Regions from separate parts of the Anser cygnoides genome. Here region 1 is linked to region 2. A link is a contact called in public Hi-C data. All regions are on one chromosome and are shown on one strand. The core of a region is the stretch at or near the end of the contact, and the rest is flanking DNA. Distances in the headings are between cores, read along the strand shown. Region 1 holds the start of LASP1 (LIM and SH3 protein 1). Region 2 holds the start of FBXL20 (F-box and leucine rich repeat protein 20).

Region 1 (3,730 bases), core at 962-3,461, 150 kb before region 2:
CCCCCGCCCTGGGGTGCCCCGTGGACACCGGGAAAGGCTTCCGACCGGGCCCTGGCGGTTCAGTTTGGGGTGAAAATCCACGGTTTGGGGTTTTGTTCCCGGAAAGGGGAGAGGAGTAAAGGATTCGAAGGTATGAGGGGCCAAAAATACATATATAAATAAAAGAGAGATAGAGAAAAAAAGAGGGGGCACCCGGATTTGAACCGGGGACCTCTTGATCTGCAGTCAAATGCTCTGCCACTGAGCTATACCCCCTGCCCTGCAGCACCCCCTCTGCACCCCTTTACCCGTGGCGCTGGGGGGGGGGGGGGGGGGGGGAACCAGGACTCGGCCTCTTGTGGATTTTACCCCCGCGGGACTTTTCCAGCCCCGGCAGCTTTACAAAACCCGGCGTCGTTCTCCCGCAGCATGACGGAGCCTTTTGCCCGGAGGCGACGTACGATCGGTTTGCTCAGGTTTTGCTCCGGGTTTACTTTCAGGGAGGCACAGACGCCGCTCGCGGTGCTCCGTCGACCCCGAACGCTGCGCGGGGCTGGGGACGCAGCCCGATGGGCTGAAAGCAAACGACGGGGAATAACGGCGGCAAGTGCAGAAGTACGGGGTTTAACGGCCGTAAATTGAACTGCTGGCGGTAAACGCCCGGTTTGCAGCTGATGAGGGAAGTACAAAAGCATTGCCCGGAGTAACAGCGCAAACGTCCTGCTCCGCTCTGTCTTCCAGGACATCTTCCGCGAGTGGGGTCCCGAAAGGCCATCGGCTCTCACCCATCACCGGACCCATCAGGAGAGGAGCGCGGGCCAAACCGCGGGGCGAGCTGACTGCGTGGGGCCAGGCCGAGTGTGCCAGACGCAAGATGCAGCTCCGGAAAAAAAAATAAAGCAAGCCGTAGGTGGGACGGCACCCGGCAGAGCCGTGTCCTCGGCTGCCCCGGGGAAGCAGCAGCTCCGCCGCGTGTAGGGGTGAGGCTGAATCGTGGCGTACGGGGAGCGTGCCCTCCCGAAACCCTCGGGCGACGAACGGGCTCTGTCACCCAGCAGCATCTCCTGAGCCAAGAGAGCAAAAAGCACCCACGAGGACATCCCAGAGAGCTGGGTGCACAGGAAAGCGTGCCTTATTTTAAGGCAAAAGGGCCCAGGAAAGGGGTGGGAGGCTGGCTGGTGGGGGTGGGAAGTGCCGGGTGAGGTACCAGGAAGGGAAGGAGTGGGCGCCCTGCGAGAGGATCAGATAAGCTGCTTTTAAACGAAGGAAACCAATTTGAAGCCGCATCCTGAAACGAAGAAGGGGGAAGAGAGCCGAGCGCAGCCTCGTTTGGTGTGGGCGTGCGTCATTAAAGGACTCCTGGCTTTGCGAGGCTCCTTCTTTTGCGACAGGCTCAGGGCTGGGATAACGCCAGGGGACCCGGGGCGCAGCTGCCCCCGGGTGGGAGCAGCGACAGGAGCGGTGGCGGCGTCCTGCCCGCGGCCTCCGCGCCGTGGGGTCCGGATCCAGCGCCGCCGGCCCGACCCCGAGCGCAGCGCTGCGAAGCTGCCGCCCTGCGCACGCGGGAGGCACCCACGGGGGCCGGGGCCGCGCGTCTGCGCCCTGCGGGCTGCGCGTTCCCGCTGCGTCTCGAAACAGCGTGGGGGGAAAACACGCGTGGGAGTGGGGAAAAAAATAAAATAAAATTGTTCTTCGAGGGGGCACCCGGATTTGAACCAGGGACCTCTTGATCTGCAGTCAAATGCTCTACCACTGAGCTATACCCCCGGCTGCCGCTGCGACCGCCCCGCGCGCTCTAAGTGCGCGCCGCGGCCCCACGCGTGGGCGAGGCGGGACCGGGGGGGGGCTCGGCTGGGGTCCCGGGGGGGGGGGGGGCTGCGGGCAGGGGCAAAGGGGCCGCGCGTGCACACGTGGGCGGCCGTGCACCGCGCACGTGCACGCGGGGAGGGCCGCCGCGAGCACGCGCGCGCGGGCGGGAGCCCCCCCTCGGGGTGTGTGGGTGGGGGGGGGGGGGGGGGGGGGGGGTGGGGGGGGTGCCGCGTGTGCCCGCCCCCGCCCACACCGCGATTTGCTCGCGGGGGGGGGGGGGGGGGGGGGGGGCGGCGCGCGTGCAAGGGCACGTGTGTGTGCGTGCGCGCGCGGAGGGCGGGGGGGCGCGCGTGGGTGGGCGCGCGCCGCCGCTCCGCCCTCCCCCTCCCCGAAACCCCTCCCCTGCCCCCCCCCCCCCCGTTCCCCCCCCCCCTTATTTAGCGGCGCGGGGCGCGGGCGGCGGCCCAGAGGCGGCGGCGGCGGAGCCCGGCCATGAACCCCAACTGCGCCCGCTGCGGGAAGATCGTGTACCCCACCGAGAAGGTCAACTGCCTCGACAAGGTGGGTGCGGGGGGGGCACCCGCCCGGCCACGCTCCGCGCTGGGCACCCCCGGGGCTCCCGGTGCCGCCGCCCGCACCGGGGGGTGCTGCGGGGGGGGACTGGGACTGGGACTGGGACCGGGACCGGGATCGGGATCGGGATCGGGGGGGTCGGGGGCGCAGCCCCGGTCCCGGCCGGCTGGGGAGCGGCGGCGAGCGCTGCCCCCGGGAGCCGCATCTGGTTCGCGTTACCGCGGGTTTTGTTGATTTCTTTTTATTATTTTTTGTTTTAATTATTATTTTTTTTTTTAAGTCTCCGGTTCCGCCCGCTGCCTCCCGGCTCCGGGTTCTCGCCTTGGGGGCTGCCCGGCGGAGCGCGGTGCTCCCGGTTCTCGGGGGGGGGGGGGGGGTGCTTTAACCGAAATAAACCCCGGGGCAGCCTCTCGGGTGCTGTCGGGGTCTGGCCTCAGGCCTGGAGGAGGAGGAGGAGGAGGAGGTGGTCGTGCCTCGATCCCTCGCTGTCCTCCGGCTGCTGCCGGGGCTCCGTGCCCCCCCCGGGACCCCCCAGAGCCGACCCCTCCCGGCGAGCGGAGCTGCCCCCCTCCTCCTCCTCCTCCTCCTGCCCCAGGCTTCTGGGACCATCCGTGCGGGGACTAAAAAAAGTAACTCCAAGAATGCAAAGATCTCAGCAGCGACATTCCTGAGCTCCGGCAGACCCTATTGCTCGCATTTTTAGCGGGTGATGTTTCCTCCTTGGGCCGGCGATGGCTCCGTGCTCAGCTCTCAGCCCGGCGGCCCGGGGAGCCTCCCGTTCGTGCGGAGCGGCGAAGCGCCGCTGTCTGCCGGCCTCCCGTCGCCCCGGGGGCTCTGAACTGGGGGTAACTGGAAGGGAAGGGGGCTGGCGCGTCGCTTCTTCCTGTGCAGGCAGCCTCTGGCTTCTGTGCTGCTTCTGAGCTGGCGATTGTGCGCTGCCATGAAGGCATGAGTAATGTGCGTCCTCGCACCACGTATGCTAGCTCTTTGGGGGCAAGCCGACAGCTGCAGTGGTCATCCTGTGCTTCTGGGGCCTTGCTGCGTGTCTCTGCTCCAAGTCACCTCGTGACATACAGCACCCCCTAACAAAGCAGCTCCCCCAGCAAGCTCCCCGTTAATCCTTCCTGGGGCCCCTGGCTGCTGAGGCAGGGCTGGAGGAGCCCGGCCACCTCCCGTAGGAGCACAGGATAAGCAGTTTTATCAGCGTGGATGTCCCCCTGCTTCGCTCTGCCCCGAGCAAAGTCTAAAGGGCAGCTCTGGGGCTGTTTGCACAAGGCTGGAGTTGGACCGAAGGCAGCAGCCGCGAAGGGCTCCTGGGAGGAGAGGTGTGCGAGGCTTGCACGGAAGCTTTCCGTGCCTCTGCTGGTGT
Region 2 (4,158 bases), core at 329-2,828:
CGCCGTCCAGAAGCCCAGCCCCTACCCCCTCACCGTATTTTATCACTACGGTAAGGCCAAATCGTTACCAAAGCCACTTGGAAGCCGATTTCGGAGCCCAGCAGCAGCAGCTCCAGCTCAGGACCCCACTCCCGCAGCTCACCGGAGGCCCACGCGCCCCGTCCTGGGGGTCCCAACCGGCCTCCCCCCGGCGAGCTGCGCGTTACCGGGGCCTGGAGGCTGAGCCTCCCGGGGCAGAGCCTCCCCACCGGCCTCCGCCCCGAGCCGAAGCTGCCCGAGGACCCCCCCCCCCCCCCCCCCCGACCACCACTCCCAGTCCCCCCCGCAGCCGTCCCGATGCACCACGGCTCCCGGGCGCAGAAGCTCCCGGTGCCAGGGCAGGGACGGAAGGGCCCGGCCGAACTTCGGCCGCGTCCCCTCCGAAAAACAAAACCCGGTTGCGGGGGCGCAGCCCCGCGCTCGGCTCTCCAGACCCAAACGTGGCAAAGCCAAAACGAAGCAAAAACGAAGCAAAAACCCAACAAACCCCACGAGGGGGTCCCGGGGGGGGGGTGTGGGAGGGGGGGGGGTATGGGGGGGGCAGGCTCAATTCACACCCCCAGCCGGTACCGGAGCGCTGCTTCCCAGCTGCCCACCCGTGACCACAAGAGGGGGGAGCACAGAAACCCCCCGAGACACAAAAGCCGCCGCCCCCAAACCGCGAACCCATAAATCCCCCCCCCCTCGCACCCCCCTCCCGATCCCTCAGAGGCCCGGGGCGGCCCCCGGGGGGGGCAGGGGGGGGGGCCAAGCCCGGCCTGGCCGCGGACAAAGGGCCCGGAGGCCGCACAGGGCCCGGGGCTCGCAGGCGCCCCCCCCGCACTGCTCAGGGGCCGGGGACGAAAAAATTACCCCCCCCACGACCCCCCCCCCCAAATCCGACCCCCCCAAAAACCCTTCCCCTCTCCGTCCTCCCCCCTCCTCCTTCTCCTTCCCCTCCCCGGTCTCTCCCCCCCACCTCCCCCGCAGCCCCCTCCCCCTCCCGGTGACCGATGGGCGCGGGGGGGGCCGCAGGACACCGCCCCCCCTCCCCCCAACCCCCCCGCGCCCCCCCCCTCCCCGCGGCCTCACCTCGAAGCGGCTCCGGGTGACCCCGTTCATCTCCCGCCGCATGGCGGGGCCGGGGGCTGTAAGGGAGGGGTGGTGCCGGGGGGGGGGGGTGGGGGGAATGTCCCGCGGGATGGGGGGGTCCCGGGGGTGCCGGTGGCTCGCGGCCTCCGCCCGCCGCCGCCGCGGCGCCTCCTCCGGCCTCAACTTCGACCCAAAACAAAAACACGGCACCTGCCAGCAACGCGCCCGCTCATTGGTCGGCGCGGCGCGGCGGGGGGGGGCGCTGCGGCGGGGACGCCCCGGGACGAGAACGGGAGGGGGGAGGGGAACGGTCCGCGCCCCCCCCCCCCCCGCCTCCCTCCCTCCGCGCACCGCCCCCCTCCCCCCCCCGCGCCCACCTACCCCGCAGGCCGCCGCGCCCATCGCGCCGCCGCCGGCCTCCGCACCCCCCCCCCCCCTCCCGGTACTTCCGGGGGGCTGCGGCCCCCCCCCCCCTCCCCTTCCCCGGTACCGGGGGGGGCCCCACGGGGCGCCCCCTCCCCCCCCCCAACCCGGGGCCGCCCCGAGGGGGCCGCGGGGGGGGCTCCGAAGGGGGGGAGCGGCCCCGCCCCGCCACTCCCTTCCGGGTGTGCTGGGAGGGGGAGGCAGCTCCAGCCAATCAGGGCCCCGGCTGGCGGCGCGCCGCGGTGACGTCATTACCGCGGGAAAATCCCGCGTGGCCGCCGCGGCGCGCCCCGAGCCGAGGCCGCTGGGGGCGAGGGGAGCGATCGGGGGGGGACCCGGCCGGAGCCCCACGAGCAAAGGAGGCTGAGAAAGGAGCTCGGCGCCATTCCCAGGGCCGCCCCCGCAGGAAAAAACGGCTTTTAACGCCCCTGTGACGCTTCTGCAGCTGAGATTAAAAGGTTTGGCTTTTATTTTGTTTACACGTTTTACCTTTCCAATACTGAAAGATGTAAAATATCGTCGAGAATAAGCAAAAATATTTTAAAAATAAAACATTTGTAAGAGACCAAGCGTTTACACACAAAGTGTCTGTGTAGGGAGGGGTGCACCTCATCTCTCAACGCGGTAGAAGCATCATGCAGCTGGCGCCTGGCTCTGGTCTCTCTCTCTCTCTCTCTCTCACGCGATACAAAACGGAGGGTGTACAAAGGGGAAGGGTACAGTGCATCAAAACGGATCCAAAAGCTTTCAGCCTGCTACGACCGCAGTTCAGGCCCCCGTTTCTCTTGCAGCACTCGGTGTCGCGGAGGCTGAGAGAGGAGGAGACTTTGTTCCCTGTACTTCTGCGGGTGTCCGCGACGCCCACCTTTCGCAGGAGAAATGGAGAGTATTGAACTTTGGTCTTGGGCAAGCAGAGAAGGAAACGTGTTCAGCTGTTCCGTTCCAAACGCAGTTCTGTGTCAATGCTGAAGCTGAACAGTATTTCCTTTTAACTTTGACTGCGTTTTCGCATTGGTAAAACATTACTCCGATCAGCGACAAGTCCAGCACACTGCTCCGTGAAATCCCCAGCCCTGATTCGACTTTTAAGAGGGCTTCTCTTGAAGGCGGTTTGTACCTTCACCCAGCCCTGAACAGATCAAACTTTTTTAAAAAGATCAGACTTTTTTAAAAAAAAAAAAAAGTAACTTACAAAATGAGAGGGGCAGAATGAAAACAGCTGACAACCTGCTGGAGCCTGAGCAGGTATTACTTCCCCGGTGCAGCCGCTGTAGCAGGGTCTCAAGACAAAGCCATCTGGTGCTGTATTCCTTACATCCTCTTCAGAGGCACCCCGCAGTCATCCGATTCTGATGCTGCGTAAGATAACGTCATTTGCTCCGGGTTTAGGCTTTATTCACTACTTTTCTATCATCTCAGCACGTGAAGGTGGGAGCACTGGGGAGGGGGAAGCTACGGTACGCAGACCACAAGGAGCAAAGGATGACTGTTGGAAAACACAAGGAAGGGCAGCTCTCTGGAGTTCAGGGTGGCTTTAGGAAATTCAGGGCTCCTGCACCCTACAGGAGCCTGGGAATGAAGCTGAAGGCAGGAGGAAGTGGTGAAAACCCCCTACAATTAACTGATTAGTTGCCACCCTACTGAAAAGACAACTACCTTGCTATGGCTTTGAACGAGCCAGAAAAGAAACTGCTTGCCTGGAATATCACTGGGGTCAGACCGTGAGCAGAACTGGAAATCTGTGTGTTTAAAAGAAACTTAAATCCTTGACATGTTTTCAGGCTGCATCCCCAAATGCGAAGTCTAATCTCCTTCCCCCAGGTGAAATCCTGGCCTCCAGGAGTCAATGACAAAATCCAGTGGGAGCAGGACTCTGCCAGTACAAAATTCGAATGGAGAACTCGCGATTTCCCACTTTTCTTCTTCAGCAAATCACATTTAACTGCTTTTAAAAATAAAACACGCTCCTGAGTCTCTTTTCCTTTCAGGGACCACAAGATAAGACCACACAGGATGCCTGAGTCACGCTCTTAATTCCAGCCAAAAGGGGAAAATCCATCACTTAAGGAAACCACTGCTTCTGCTGCAATTGTTATCCAGACGAACCAGTTAGGGTCTGCTTTTCCAGCAGTGTAAGTGCTAACACGAGGAAGTGACTGACTCACAGTGCTAGGCTAACACCTCCCAGAGAGAGAAGGGAATGCCTGTGTGCATTACCAGAATTACTATTTGAGAAGTGTGCTGCAAGTTAAAAGAAAAAAAGAAAAGAAAAAGAAAAAAAGAAAGAAACCTTAAGCGCTTCGGCAACAGAAACAGCTTGAGAAAACAAGGCCCGTTTTTAACCATGAACGCACACGAGCTGTTCTAGCGACAGTAACGGAGCATTCGCTGTGGATAGACTTAGCACAGCTCTAAAGTCTGCAGGACTGAGGCTCGTGCGCGGCTTACAGTCTCTCTCTTTACAAATGCAGCATCGGGGGTCCCGGGGACGTTGTTTGCTTGGTTTACAAGGAAGCAGCGCTCAGATTAAGACAGTGGAGTTCCTTTTCAATTTAGGTGTGCTCCAATGCACGCCAGAATTTTACCAGCTTCACCAAAGCTACAGTGGCTGCACGTGTGCAGAGC

What was found. Hi-C and Micro-C count contacts between places; a contact is called where the count stands out from the background.
Region 1: a contact with region 2 is called in a Hi-C map of liver, with 1.7 times the contacts expected there. The contact joins the promoter of LASP1 here to the promoter of FBXL20 in region 2. A contact is called at or near these places in 2 of 7 Hi-C or Micro-C datasets (both in liver).

The regions. Positions count from the first base shown.
Region 1 is chr22:8,120,302-8,124,031 of Taihu_goose_T2T_genome, reverse strand. LASP1 (LIM and SH3 protein 1) reads left to right here and starts at 2,211. Exons shown (of 7, transcript XM_048050781.2): 1 at 2,211-2,349. The coding sequence starts at 2,281. TRNAC-GCA (transfer RNA cysteine (anticodon GCA)) reads right to left here and starts at 1,746; the gene lies at 1,675-1,746. TRNAC-GCA (transfer RNA cysteine (anticodon GCA)) reads right to left here and starts at 255; the gene lies at 184-255. It overlaps LOC125180471 (a long non-coding RNA gene), which reads left to right. Exons shown (of 2, transcript XR_007159039.2): 2 at 480-907.
Region 2 is chr22:7,973,248-7,977,405 of Taihu_goose_T2T_genome, reverse strand. It overlaps FBXL20 (F-box and leucine rich repeat protein 20), which reads right to left and starts at 1,578. Exons shown (of 14, transcript XM_066981853.1): 1 at 1,492-1,578. The coding sequence starts at 1,512. MED1 (mediator complex subunit 1) reads right to left here. Exons shown (of 17, transcript XM_066981851.1): 17 at 1,980-4,158.